Linked DNA regions of Gasterosteus aculeatus: region 2 is linked to region 1. A link is a contact called in public Hi-C data. All regions are on one chromosome and are shown on one strand. Each heading gives the region's core, a stretch centred on a gene start, on an enhancer-like site or on the middle of the called end of the contact. The rest is flanking DNA. Distances are from core to core; before and after follow the strand shown.

What was found. A called contact is a pair of places that touch in the nucleus more often than the background predicts.
Region 2: a contact with region 1 is called in a Hi-C map of skeletal muscle, with 4 times the contacts expected there. The contact joins the promoter of mcur1 here to the promoter of LOC120811335 in region 1. A contact is called at or near these places in 2 of 6 Hi-C or Micro-C datasets (skeletal muscle and tail fin).

What each region holds. Positions count from the first base shown.
Region 1 is chr21:9,742,798-9,750,188 of fGasAcu3.hap1.1, forward strand. LOC120811335 (copine-3) reads right to left here and starts at 3,114. Exons shown (of 16, transcript XM_040166595.2): 1 at 2,942-3,114; 2 at 752-930; 3 at 282-461. The coding sequence starts at 883. It overlaps LOC120811595 (copine-3), which reads right to left. Exons shown (of 17, transcript XM_040167096.2): 13 at 7,114-7,168; 14 at 6,912-6,963; 15 at 6,237-6,370; 16 at 5,812-6,048; 17 at 3,612-4,911. The coding sequence ends at 4,753.
Region 2 is chr21:9,917,905-9,925,295 of fGasAcu3.hap1.1, forward strand. It overlaps mcur1 (mitochondrial calcium uniporter regulator 1), which reads left to right and starts at 3,440. Exons shown (of 9, transcript XM_040166939.2): 1 at 3,440-3,934; 2 at 4,290-4,403; 3 at 4,514-4,617; 4 at 5,191-5,292; 5 at 5,565-5,606; 6 at 5,731-5,802; 7 at 5,897-5,950; 8 at 6,081-6,195; 9 at 6,502-7,050. The coding sequence starts at 3,664. The coding sequence ends at 6,557. rgs9bp (regulator of G protein signaling 9 binding protein) reads left to right here. Exons shown (of 3, transcript XM_078095620.1): 2 at 1,193-1,499; 3 at 2,242-3,279. The coding sequence ends at 2,618. dph2 (diphthamide biosynthesis 2) reads left to right here and starts at 7,318. Exons shown (of 7, transcript XM_040166938.2): 1 at 7,318-7,391.

The DNA of each region.
Region 1 (7,391 bases), core at 1,864-4,363:
TAAAAACGTTTTCATGCTCAATGAGTAATTTTTAAGAAATGTATGGACAAATATTAAGTGGTACTTTCGGGTAATTATTTGTGGAGGAACTCAAGATTTTCAGATGGATTATGATTAACTCATTTTTTAGAGGGTTAGTTGACTAAGAATTACTTTGGTCCAGGAGAGTTATGCAAGTTTAAAATGAGTCTTTATACTGATTCGAACCATTAACGAAGATGTACAACTTTGAACTTTGATTGGTGAAACTTAAAGTGAGCAATTGAAACATAAACACTAACCTGGCCCAAGGTGCACTCCAGTTGCCCCAAGAAGTCGTCGTCACTCAGATCAACAGTTTTGTTGTCGATGTCATAAATCCCGAACTTCAGTTGCTGCACTATTTCAAAGTAGTAGTCGATGACAAATTTTTTTGCAAACCTCGGGCACAGGCAATTCTGGACTTTCTCCGTGCGGCCCACCTGTTACAGAAGATCGGACAGCTTTATGCTTTGCAACATGCAACAACAGTGCTACATGTCAAGATCCTGAAGAATGAACCACAGGCTGAATTGGCCAACATGCACTGAGAAACAAGAAATGAACATTAGCACTTCTGCTTTCCACAACACAGATTTTTCCATCCGTAGTGAACGATTAACACGTAATGCGTTTGCTCTTTCAGGGGCTGCAGTGACATCACGGGCCACGCCTGATCCGTTTGTCAGAGCAAAATTACATTTCCCCAGTTGAATCCAGATCTTTTACTGACCTCATACCACTGGGAATCGGAGCTGTTCATCAAAAGCACGCACAGCGGGTCAGACTTGGAGCCGATGTCTTTGTCCAGGAGGTTCTCACAGGACACGGTCAGCTCCACCTTGGTTACACACTGGGTCGCCATGTCTGACCACGGGCTGTCTGATTGGGAACGAGATGGAGAAGTGACACCTGGGGGGTATTTCAGAAAGGAGGTTCAACAAACTGAGTCTATCCCTGAACTCCGAGTTGACTTACTCTGAGACGGGAAACTCTGAGTATCCGGTTCCAGAACAGCTGATCTGCGTTAGTTCAATCAACTGAGTATGTTCACCTTGAGTTAAGCGCGTGCATGGCGATTATAAAAAGCCATCATCAATGGAGCCCCGATAGCACGAGTCACCACGACAACAGTAAATAAAAGAGCAAGCTATTTCACTGCGATTTAGTTGGAGGTCCTTCCCCACTCCGTGGGGAAAAATTGCTGCCCGAGTCAACGCGTAAGTTTGAATTTACTGTTCCATTGACATAACTTTTAACCATAAGATCGTCGCAGCCTATAGTTATGAATATAAGTAGGAATGTAATCGGATTTTCATTTTAGGTGCAATCCAACAGGGGACAAAAGGACCTGGAAGCAGCTAAAAATGAAAAATAAAAACATAGTTAAAAGGTATGGCATATATTGCTATGATTGCACCTCACTTTAATTTTCTTTAATTGACTTAGGCTATTAAACTAAGTAAATATTAATTCAGAGGCAACTTGAAATAGTAAATTAAACCCCTAATAAAATGTTGTTTTTACTGTTGTTGGAAATGGGCCTATACACCGATGTAGATATTTAATTCAAAACCAGATGTTTCCACCTAGAATAGTCATTTACCACATTAACAATGTATAGTCCATATCCACCCACCCACCCAACAGTTTTAAATGGTGTCTTCTGTATAGTTTTAAACCCTGCAGATACTCAGATCTTGCCTCAGATGGTAGTTAAAAGTACAGAAACAGTAACTTAAGTAACAGGAAGATGATGATGATGATGATGAGGAAACGCTGTCTGCTGCCACAGGGAGAGAGCCGGAGGGGCCTACTGATGTGTGTCTTAATATTAATATGATCTACTGGCAGTGCTCTGCCCATTCACATTCTAGAGTGGTATTTGGAGTTTGACATGTAGACTGAAGTGATGAGCATAGATAATGGCTGACTAGCATATTCTTGTCCTTGAACAGAACATGGTTGGCATCACAAACCCACAGCACAGCGTGAAACAGTGAGATTTTCGGTCAATGCCACGTTAAATCTGTATGTGGAACTGTAGGAATTAAATGTCGGCCATATGTTTCCTAGTTACCAGTAAAGCGGTAGCGTTTTAACAAATTCCTCTGAAAATGATAAAACGTCTAATCTGGGACGGAAGACTCTCTGGACGTAAAGCATTTGGAATCACTAAGGCTTCGATGTCAATTGCATTTGGTAGAAATGTACAATCAAAGTCTACCAGCTTTCTTCATGTGGGAGGAGACTAACTCTGGGTTTCTTATAGTAAACCTGCTCGCTGGCAGGTTATGTTCAGAGTCTGTTACCAAGGGGATTGACTCAGTTTCAGTTACCTCTCTATCTGGAACGGATAACTCGGTTTCCCTGATCTCAGGGTTAATTTACTGAGTTTTCACATAACCCGCTTTCTGGAATACCCCCCTGCAGGGAGCGCGGATGCTGTGTGAACACGTCCTTCAAACGCGTCACCTCGTCTTTCTTCCCGCACTAAGTGGGTAGAAAGTGAACATTGGGAGGGCCGAATATCGGACAGCCCTGAAGGGGATCTTCTAAAGATGTGTGCAGCTTGCACGGACCACTGCTAAATCTCAACCGCCATTAACGACGTGTTGTTGTTTTGTTATTAGTTTTTATTACCTTTCATACGTAACACAACACGTACTAAATGTAGACTCTTCTAACTTTAAAACTCAAAACCGGAGTGCGGGTCACTCCCACATCGCGTTGCGAAGATGTAACAGTACAATAATTCGGTAGGAAGGAAACTAACTGAATGGGCTACAATAAGACGCAGAACAGCGACAAACGCAACCAAGCTGTACTGATCATTGAAACGTTAAAAAAAAAACATTTAAATAGGTTTTTTTCCCCGTTATCATATGCCCAAGGATGTACGATGATTTAAATAGCAACTTACCGTTAAACGTGTTTAGACTCACGGAACAAAAATACTTTGTAGGTGGTTCTAGTCGCTGGACATTACAGAACAGATTATCGGGATGGTAACGCCCTTTTAAGTACAGTGAATGCGACGTAATTGCGTCAGCGGCGAGATCTGCCTTCAACAGGAAACTACAGGAAGACTTCCGGGTGTGCGCAAGCTACTGGAATTTCCGGTGATCTTTTCATAATAAAACTTTTGGTCTGTAAACATTTGCTGCAGTTTGATTGTATGTATGATTCCAATCTATTTAGTTTTTAATAAACATCCCTCTATTTGGTCAATTTGGACAAGTATTTAACTTGCATGTACAAAAGTCATACATACTTTATGATTTTATTCTTCACGGTTTCAGGATGTGTCTAAAGATGGACTCATTTGGCGAGTCTGAAGAGCAAATACAGATCCACAGAATTAAAGAACTTTTGCTCCTTTGGGCATAATCATGCCAAGGAGCAGAACTTTTGGAGAATGAACAAACACTGTTTGCATGGCAATGCATGCAGAAGAAGAAAAAGGACAGTATTGCAACAGTTATGGGTCATGAATATTACTGCAAAGTACTGTAGTACAAAATACTGTATATAGAACACTTCTTTCATGTCATGACAGGAAGGCAGCGATTAACAAAAGACAGAAAAACTGCTTTAAATGATCAAAAATCTTTATTTAAAAAAATACTGAAATAGAAGCATGCTATTTTCTAGGTTGACTTTGATTTTTTTGTATTTTATATAATATCAAAGTATCAATAGGAAACTCAAACAAAAAATAAGGCAATGTCACAGTGAGCAGTGTATAATAAATCAGTCAGTTAATTGATACATTTTAAGATCTCTTAAGACAGAGTGAACCTCTGCTGTACATCAGCCCAGACATGCATGACACTTAGCGACGTAATCACATTACATTTTTTACATTACAGGTCATTTGGCTGACGCTTTTATCCAAAGCGACTTACATTACACTTTTAACCCATGGCTTTTACATTTTGCCCAGGGAGCAATTAGGGGTTAGTTGTCTTGCTCAGGGACACTTCGACTTGAGACATGGGGCAGCCGGGACTCAAACCACCAACCTTGCAGTTCCCAGCACACCCGCTCCACCCCCTGCGCCACGACGACCCCTGACAATCACCCCTTGTACGGACTCTTATTAGTGCTCATATCACAAAATAATATGTCAAAATTAATTATGGAACAGAATTTAAAAAATACGGACTGAGATACAAAACGATAGCAAGGGAAAAAGCAATTTTGGGGGCGTAAAACCTACAAAAGGTATTAATTGAGGCAAACTTATTCAATCCATTATGTATGGATCCATTATGAAAACATAGTGAAGTGTATTTGATAGAGCACAGCTTTTGTGCAAAATATTCCCAGAGCCATTTATCATTTCACAAGTAAATATAAAAGTGTGTAAACTAACATACAAGTGTTCATTGTATTAGGACACCGGAGGAAACGTAAGCATTAACATGGAAATGAACTTCCATGGATGTATGAGATGGCTGAACTGATATCCTTGAGACAAGTCACATTAGTTTACATTAAGGTGGTAGATTGTGGAGATCAATCACATAGAAAATTACCATAAGTCTCAACAATCCTGGCACTTGGGTCCCACTGAGTTATATAGAAGTGTCACATTAGAGTGCACTTAAGCTAAGTACATGTACATAGGAAATGCATTACAATATCTGTGTAGTATGGCTTTTGACGATTGGTACAAAGTATTTACACATCATAGCATGACTCATTAAGTGTATTCAGGGAAAAAGTTGGTCACTGGAGGAGGTTGGGGGGATGTGGGTGTGTTGATGCTGAGAGGTCTGGGAGAGGCGCGTCGCTCTGGGGGGGCTTCAAACGGCTTGTATTGAAGAAGCCTACCACCTGACCTGGGACTTCTGCCAAGACGCTCTGCGCCAGCATTTCTTGAGGACCCTGAAGGGGGAAGCAGCAGAGAAAATCGCATCAAGAGAAGCAGCGCGCCGCAGAGATGAGCCACAGGTGGGTGTGTGATCTGATTTGAGTTCAGTGAGGAGTTCTGGAGGACACAGGTGAACGCTGCACATCTATTATATTGCGCTGCTAAGCCGTCACCATGGTTAAATGTACAACAATGGCACATACTTTAAAAACAGCTCTTTAGTAAGGAAATTTAGCAGTTTTCAGATACCCTGCGCATGTTACCAATGAGGTCAGTGACTACACTAGTACATATGTGTAATGTCAAGGTAATTCTTAAGCATTCAAGCTAAAGTTGTACATAAAGAAAATAATGTTTATTACTATCCACCAGAGAGTTAGATGAGAACATTAATACTGTTTTATAACATCTGAAAACAAACTACCTGGCCGGTTAATTTAGCTTCATACAAACACAGGGAAAAGCATATTAGATTATGTTGGTTATATCTTGTTTGATTAATCTGTACTCTTATTGCAGCAGAGAGCACAGGAAGTCTCTGCTCAAACCAAGTGGAAAGGATAGGAAAACCTTCTGAAAAAAAGGAGGGTGTTGAAATAAGCTAACTAGGTTGTAGAGCTGTGCTTCTACTGGAACGCATGCAGCTTTGGATCCAATGTGGGTTAGAAGAGAACTGGGGGTCTGGGGGGCTCCTACATTTCTAGGAAGCACTGGGTTCGATGGGGGGCTTCAGGTGAAATAAATTGAAGAAGGAGGCCACTTGGTCAGGCAACTCTGCCAGTACGCTTTGGGCAAGGGCTGCAGTGCCTGCCTGAAATAAAATGTTTGAGACATTCAAATGGATGCATTACTTAAGGATTTTAAAGAAGCTGGTGTGGTGCATGCCTACAAAGACTTTGCTTCACGTAACTCACATTTTGGAACTGCCTGAATGGCACAAACTGCACGATGTCCCGCATGGCGGCCTCGCCTGCAGCGGAGCGTAAAATTCCGTCGTCTCCGTCCAGGAACTCCATGGCGCTGAAGTCGGCCCCCCCTACTCCAACAATGATGACGGACATGGGCAGGCGAGAGGCGTTGACGATGGCGCTGCGTGTCTCATCCATGTCTGTGATCACTCCGTCGGTGATGATCAGTAGAACGTAGTATTGCTGTGAAACATCGACACACGAGGGAACATGGAAAAAAAAAACCAAACCATTGCCATTGTGTGGAAACAAAAAGAACGATCGAGATTAAGTCGTCTGTTTAGCAGCTCGTTCCAAAACGCAGCAACAAACGTTTGTGCACAGAAGCCACTGTTATACTCGATGAGTTGCAGCAGCTGCCAGCCACTCACCATTGCAGTTTCCTGCTGCATCGCCTGCTTGCCAAAATGGGCTACGTGGTTGATGATTGGGGAAAAGTTTGTGGGGCCGTAAAGCGTCACCTGGGGCAGACACTGACGGTAGGCTTCAACCACACCCTCTATACCTACAAATCAGACACACACACAGGTGGTCAGAACTCACATCTGCTGGGACATTTTGATTATCGTTTTATATGTACATTTCATATAACATTTTATTTATTTTGCAGGGACAATGCACACTAATCAACAGTTGAACTGTAAGTGAGTTAGCCAGAGCGGATCATTTCCATCTGCTGTCTATCCCCGGCCAGATGTCTTTAAAGCAGCCTAAAATCATTTTAAAAAACATGTAAAAATAAATGAAATCTCAGAAGGAAATGTAATTAAAATTCATAGACATAAAAAACCTATATCAAATTTCTTTATAAAAGTATACGACAATAGGCTAGAGCAACCATAACACGCTGCAGGCAGGACAAACACTCCTTCACTGGAAGCACATGTCCGGTTTACCACTGAAGCACATAACATCAGAGAGAAACACTGAGCGAGACAAATGCAAATGATGCCAATCACATGTCATATAGGGTCATAGAGGTCCTCTTGAACAGTAGTTCTATCATACTAAACAGTGGGAGCTCAAGTCAGCCTGTCTATTATCACCTGCACAGAACGGATCCGATGGGTTGAAGTTGATGGGAAACTCGTGGCAGACCTGCGAACAAAAACGACTATTAATCTGTATCCCACAACAGCTTCTCTGAGACGACCCGAGTAACTGCAATCCAAGACCAGTTTTTCCATGCATCAGAGTATCAATGAAAACATCAAAGTATGTTTTAAATCAAATAAAAAAAACAATCACCTGCCATGAAGGAGGGATCTTGGCTCCAAACCCAAAAGCGGGGAACATCTTATCACTACAGAAAGTCAAATAAAACAGGTGTTCTGGTCATAGTAAAAATATATATATGGTTTAGACTGGAAGCCTGAGGATGGCATTCTTTCATTCAGACATGGGGGATTTTCACATACATGTTCCTTACAGCTTTGTTCAGACATGACAGAGTGGTGGGCTCTGACTGCTCCTCCTTGCTATTATATTGAATACATTATTTTCACATTGATTGTATAATTTAACAT
Region 2 (7,391 bases), core at 2,190-4,689, 180 kb after region 1:
CACTACTGTCGTTTTGCAATATTTTTTTATGTATTATGACATCCAAGCATAATTCCCCCCTCTAACCCTTCTGGCTAAAAAAGCACTCCCACTGAAAAGAATTTCTTGGTCCACTACATCTTTGTGACCGTTCCAATACCTTTGTTGGATTATTCCACTGCCATGCTTGCCATTTTTATCTGTTCAGCATGCATGTAGTTGTTTTTACAATAATATCTGTTCTGTTTTTGGCACGTTTATATTTTAGTTTATATTTTCTATATATGGTACTTCACAAACCTGGCTCCACAATGATATTTGCATGATGTGCAATTGATATGTCTTTTCATAATTAAAGCTTTCACTTCCAGTTAGCATGTTGTGTATGATTTGCTGGTGCTTGGAGTGTGCAACTGGGACAATATGACCATACTTTTTGTATGGTAAAAATATATAAAATAACTAGTGCAACATTACTTAGATTCAAGTTATGCACAAATACCTTAAGGAAAAAGTAGTGGAAAATTAAAGTATTAATATAGCATGTAGTTGCTACTGTTATATTCCCGCTCATCTCAGCGCTTTGAATGCACAAGGTTGTTTTGGCTTATCTAGAAATAGATCAGTGATAATGAGATTAATTGTAATATTTTTCATTGAAACCCCTCTTGCTAATCCTACACGGCTGAGCTAATGCCTCTTAATAAAACAATTGTGTTAATATGTGTGTGAATATGATTAAGATCATAAAAGCAGAGTTGTAAGAGTTTTCTTACCAATCCAAAGGCCAGTATTTCTTTCTTTTTCACAAAGCACTGACTTTCCCCAATGTGTCTTATAAGATTGTATATATTCTTAGGAAGGATATTAATATATTCACTTAAATGCTCAATATAAGGACTAGTGGTTGATGTGCACAGCTGGGGCGTGTATTCCATCCAAGCGCATTGGACGTTGCCGTTATAAGGAGGCAGGCACAGATTCTTGCGTCCTAAGCCTGTGTATCGCACTGTTTCGGCGCAGCGGTGTTAAGGTATTGTTGCCCTAGAATACCAGGACGTAATGACTTCGCTGAAATATCCATTAAGGACACAATAAAACATTCACACGAGCAAATACAGAGGTGGTCCGGTTACAAGCAAACAGCTTCAGGTTGTCCTTATTTGACCCCAAGGCTTGCATATGAAATAGTTGTTTATTTCCCTCCTCACAGGTGGTGGCATGTTACCGGCAGCTGGCCTCATGTGTCGGCGGGTGCACAGACAGCTTGCAGCTGCGAGATGAGTTGCGGCAAACACGAGAAAAGGCCCAAATGTTGGCCATGTCAATCTGCAGTCATTTGACCTCACATCTCCGTAACAGGAGCCTGCCTGAGGGGCAGCGTAAGGAGATGGAGCTCCTCTGGGTGGCCTTCTCCTCCAGCCTAGAGCTCCTCCATGTTGACATGTGCAAAGTTTTCTATGTGGCGGAAATCTTTGCTCTGGCCAACACTGATGCACTGGTAAAAACTGGCGTACAAGGTAAATTATGACCCTAAATCAAATGTAATAGCATTCTTACATATTTAATCATTTCAGAGATGATTTGGGTGTGAATATGACTCACCGTAGCAAAATGGACCTTTGTGTTTAAATGTAATGTTATTGTTGGTCAGAATTTGAGTATCAATTACGAGATTTAAAAAATCACTCTGTGCAAACTTCTTGAATATGTAGTCTGGTTATATAAAATAAAACATGTCATAAGTTTAATGGAAATTTGATGCTGTCATCCAGCTAACACTTTCCTTAGAAAACTACCGTTGACAAAACATTTTGAACCTGGTTGTCTGGATCACCAATCATGTCAAAAGATAATTCCAAGCAGTCTCCAGATTGCGGTGGCGTTAAAAAAAAAATCAAAACAACACATTAAGCATTAAAGACTAGGAATTCTTCTTTTCTCTTTATATTGCCGCTGGCAGTGACATCACTTGTCTATGGCTTCATTGTACGCTTTTGAGAGTCTGAGTAAGCCTGCACATAAATTACCCACAATGCCTGGAGCAAAAGACAACGCCTTCATTCCGTTAAAACTAAGTGCAGTGTGGCAACACAAAAAGGTTGAGAAGCACTGTTCAAGCCTGCACTTATATAAATGTTAGCAAGCAATGGAAGCACTTACAGATTACCACCTTCATTGGATAAATATGTATTGCCGGACTGCTGTCGGCCGCATTAGCTCCAGTTAATGTTTCAGTCCTGTTGGACTTCACCTGTGCAGGTGGAGGCAGTGAGATGGTGGCCCGGGCACTCAGTCTGCCAGACCTGAACCAGACCCAGAGTCCAACCCTTCCCGCTGAGCTGGAGAGCCAGGAGCGCAGCACCATGGAGCGTGAGATCAGCCAAATCGACCGCATGATCGACGACATGGAGATGAAGGTGAACGTGCTGCGCTGGATGGTGGAGCCCCACGGGCCACAGCGCGCAGACCCGCTCAGCAGCACCGACAGCTCCTCCCTGGGTCTGCTCTCCGTCGACGAGGAGCAGCCTGGACCCCGGCCTCTGTGCCAGCGCAGTCAAATCTTTGTGCTCTTATTGATGTCTGCTGTAGTTTTGGTGTCAGCCACTTTGTCTATCTGTATTGTCTTTTTCTCATGAGCAAAATCAACTAATCACATGTCTTGGATTGGTAATGTTCAGTAACACTGACAGAAATAACTACTTCAGGTACAGTAGTTTTCTCTTTCCATAGTCGCTCCAAAAAGGAACTACATTTTTGTAATTGCAGCAAAATGATCTGCTAGAGTGAAGTTTAATTTGCCTAAAGACACATTGAAATAAATCAGGAGTTGGCCATTTATTGCGGTAAATCCAAAGCTATCATGTTCTTTGAACTGTCTTTGTTGAACAAAGTAGTTCTTTCTGTTTACCTTACCTAATTCTAACCTAATAGATTTCCCTGTGTTCTGTACAGTACACTCTCCTTTCCCCAAAACCCAGAAAGACAAAGTTACATTTTATTCCTTGTTGCCATTGAGAAGACATAGGTGCTGATGCTTTGTAGTTAATATACTGTAATAAGCAGAATATTCACTTCCAATGACCAAAGTTGTTTTTTTTTTAATTCAGCATCACTTGTACGTGTATAAAACCATTGCAGTAGAGAATTCACAATGTATAGTTATGCATTGTAGAAGTATGAACTTTGATATGTTTTCCATATCTGACTAGCACCTTTGGTAATTTACCATATAATTGTATGTAAAGTGACAGCAAATGTACAGAATTTGAAGCGCATTAAAGTACCGATTATATTGTTTTTCTTAGGTTAGGGTTTTTTTCAACATTGAAAAAGGTAAATACAATACACTTTAGTAACTGTCATTTGATATTTTATTTTTGTGAAAAAATAAAATGTTCGCCGAAGTTATGATTGAAAACAAGTTAAAAGGATAATTAAGAGCCAAATCACATTTCAACTAGTGTTTCAGTTTTATTCTGACACAATTTAATATCTTCAAGCCAATACAAAAACATCCAAGTAACGCCATTTATCACACGCACCAGCTTTATTTTGAAGTGTGTGACCGGAAGTGGGAAAGTCAAGGGAATTCCTACGTGACGGAACCAGGTGAAAAGTTTCGGCGGATTGCTCGCTGTGTTCACAGGCGGAAGTGGAGCTGGATTAACACGAGCCTCCAACATGGGGCTGAAACAGTGCCACTCACGACTCAAACCTTTGCGTGTCAAACTCCCACAGAGGCGGTGTGACCTTTCTTTTAATCCAAATAGATCTTCCAGCTTTGTGACAGCGACCGTTTCTCCAAACATGTCGGGCTTGTCCGCTGTCAACAAATCACCGTGTGTCCGCCGCATCGTCATTCCGCCTTTGAGGAATTTTGACAAAGCGCTTTGGAGGCGAGCAGAAGGGAAGATTAGGAATATTTCTGCAGTGACACAGATGCCCACAAGAGGTAACTAGATTAGTTTGGTCTCTTTGCCAAAGGTGTAAACGTAGCTGATCCTAACCGTCCATTAACTCCACTCTAAACTCGCTCATAGGCGCCACTGTCCATGTCATTTCATGGCGATTTTCTTATTTGAGTGTCCAAATAAAAGTCCTCTTTGGATATAATTAATGGATCAATGGGAGCGGCTGATTGCACCAACTAAGAAACTTGTATAATAATAATATGGTTAAATAAAATGGTTGTGTTAAAATATGCAGGGACATACAGTGTACAATGCATGCAAGTAAATGGAAGGTAATATTTCTACAATTTTGCTGTTACGTCTTGTATAATCCCATTATCATATCTTTTATTTCAGCGCTGAGTACCTCTGTGAAAGCCCCCCAGTATCTGAAAGCTGATGTACCAAAGTCTGATAGTGGGAAGCTGTTTTTTGATACCCATGCAGTTGTGCGGATTTTTGAGGAAAATGGTTTGGCTTCATTTGTCGCTTAAAAATTGTCACAATATTACTCCTATTCGTCCCAAAAAAAAAAAAAACGCTCTTGACTTTCCTTGTGAATACACACTTTGGTTAAACAGGCTTCACGACTCCACAAGCTGAGGTGATGGTTGAAGTGCTGGTGAGAATGACAAACTCCAACATGAACGTCATCTATAATGACATGGTAACCAAAGTGCAGCAGGTAGGACTGTAGGGGAGGTTTGTTTTTTACCTTTAATGTAAATACAGCAAGTACCACCTGTTTGTTTGTGTAAGCTCTGTGTGGTGGATTCTCCCCCGACATCGTGCCATTTTGTTTATCTTCCACAATTCGTTTATTAACTCAAAATACATTTAATTTAATATTTGAGTATGTAGTATGTTGCAACATAGTAGCAGCGCCTGCATAGAGGTTTCTTATTCCCTCCTTTCAAATAACTGCATTGATCAGAATCAATATGTCACACATTAAAATAACATTTCTGTATTTTTATTGAAAACCTCCACTAAACTCCAGGAGGTTCCAAATATGAAGCTTTTTGTGGAGACATTCATAGTTGAAATGATCAAATCAGTATTTTATTTTTATATTATCAATATCTGAATGGGATGCAGTAAAGTTTGGGAATCCTTTCCATTATCAGGAGGTCTGCTTGTTACTTAAAGAGAAACCATTAGTGTAACTTAGTACTTCCACCTCAGTGAGATTGAGTGTGGAATGTAGACAGAGGAGGCAAATGAAATAAATCAAGAGACATTTTTCTTTTTTTCCCAGGAGATCATGTTGCAGCGCTTGATGTCTCAAATAGCATCGGTGAAGAAGGACATGGTAATCCTGGAGAAGAGCGAGTTCACTGCTTTACTGGCAGAAAATGAGGTAAGTGGGTATATATCAGCTGACCTAAGCCTTTTCCAAAAGTTAATGGTTACACTGTCCCTGTGAATATAATAGATATATATTTAAGTTGGACAATTTAATGGTCAAATTGATAATCTGAATTAAATTTAAAAAATCTATAAAGCACAATAACAAGAATATGAATAAATGTAAGTTACTCTTGCATGAATCACTCTGTGTACTGCACTCTGTTTGTATGTATGTTATTCTATTTTGCGAAATAATGTTTGATATCTACCTTTTTATTCCAGAAACTCAAGATCCAGCTATCTGAGATCAAGGTCACACTGATTGTAAGTGGTCATTCTGATTCACTCAAATCACTTCATATGCAGGTTGGAATGTAGAAATTTCATTTATTTTAATTTTACATTTAGAAATGACTTTCCTTTGTGTCTCTCCAATGCCACCTTGCAGGATGTCATGAATAAAGTTCGCTCTCATGCTATTATGGACATGAATTTGGAGAAAAACCGTGCAAGAGAATTAGTAAGTGTTTCATTAAATGATCAGTTGGATATCCGTGGAGGGTCTTTCGACTTTCTATTTCTCTTCTAAATTAAACACTGTTTATAATTTTCAGAAAGTAGGGCATGATAAGATGCTTCTGGAAAGGCGAGCTGAGATTCTGGAAATGGTTTGTAGTTCTGCACTACTCCCTCCTTACACTTTCTTAGCCGCTAACTTAAGCGAGCCCTGATACCTGCTAGATCTTTGATCTGATCTTTAACGTTTATGTCTTATCTGTAATGCTCTCCTTTTTTCAGACAGCAGACCAAGATCGTCATTTAAGTCAGACCAACCTAAAAATAGACACAGAAGTGGCCGGTTTGAAAACCATGTTAGAATCTCATAAACTGGACACTATAAAATACCTCGCAGGTAGGACATTGTGCATTGTTATGTGTAATCGGAGATCATAGCACTAAGAGCATGGGCTGTCACATAATTCAATAATAAAACAGCCCTTATGTGGATTGATCTAGGTACCTATATTTTAACAAGAATCGTTATTCATTTAAAACGTTTTCAATCAAATAAGGTGCTTAAATTTGAGGCTTAACCGTAAGGACTAACTGTTTAGTCGTAGCTACAAACCTTTTGACAGGATAAAAATAAAGCAAGTTACTGTGAGTTACTTATTCGAATAGAAGAATGATGATGACATATGCTTTCTTCCTCTTTTAGGTTCAGTCTTCACCTGTCTCACGGTGGTGTTGGGTTTCTATCGTGTTTGGATGTAAGCAGGACTATGATTATGATTTTAAACTTTTAAATTTACTGAATCTAACAATAATTAGAGACCAGTTTTATGTCAGATGGTTACCATTCATCTTTCCAATCTTTTCTCAGAAGTAGAACATATATCACTCATTATTTTATACCCTCAGGAGGGATAACTGTACCATGGTTATTTTAGGGCTGCCAGAATGGATCTGATGAATAGAATTAAAATAAATATTCCAATTTTATTTTTTTTAACTCAAAAAAAACATTTTTTAAACTGAAGTTACATTTGAAAAATGTATTTATTTTGTATGTACAGTATATATCACGCTGTTCAGGGAAGATCAGAAAAAAATGGGTTACAGTGACTCACAACCACTTTGGCTATATTACCGCAAATATTTAACTTGTATCTATTGTTAGACTTTGGTCTCAGAAATATTTAATGAGATTAATGTAATTTGTTATTTGAATTAAATTGTGAATAAATATATACCTTTTGCCAACAAATTAAGTGTCTCCTTTGATAATGTTGTGTAAAGATCTATTTAATGGGGCTGTTGGGAACTGGAAATGACTGTAAGGGCTCTGTAAACACACACTGATTAATCTATGTTTTAATTGATTTTGATCATATTCATAATACATAATGTTGCAACAAATGTGACTTGTGTGAACTCAGTGATCAGGAAATATATTGTAATAGTTTTCTGATTAGGTTAGGGGTGTGTCGAGGATATAAATTCGTGTTTTTTAGGTAAGTAATGCCAGGAAAACTAACCGATCATTTTGTGTTGTGAATTCTAGCTCTTATTTTGAAAAATGTATGAACCGGAAGTATTTGTCCCAGT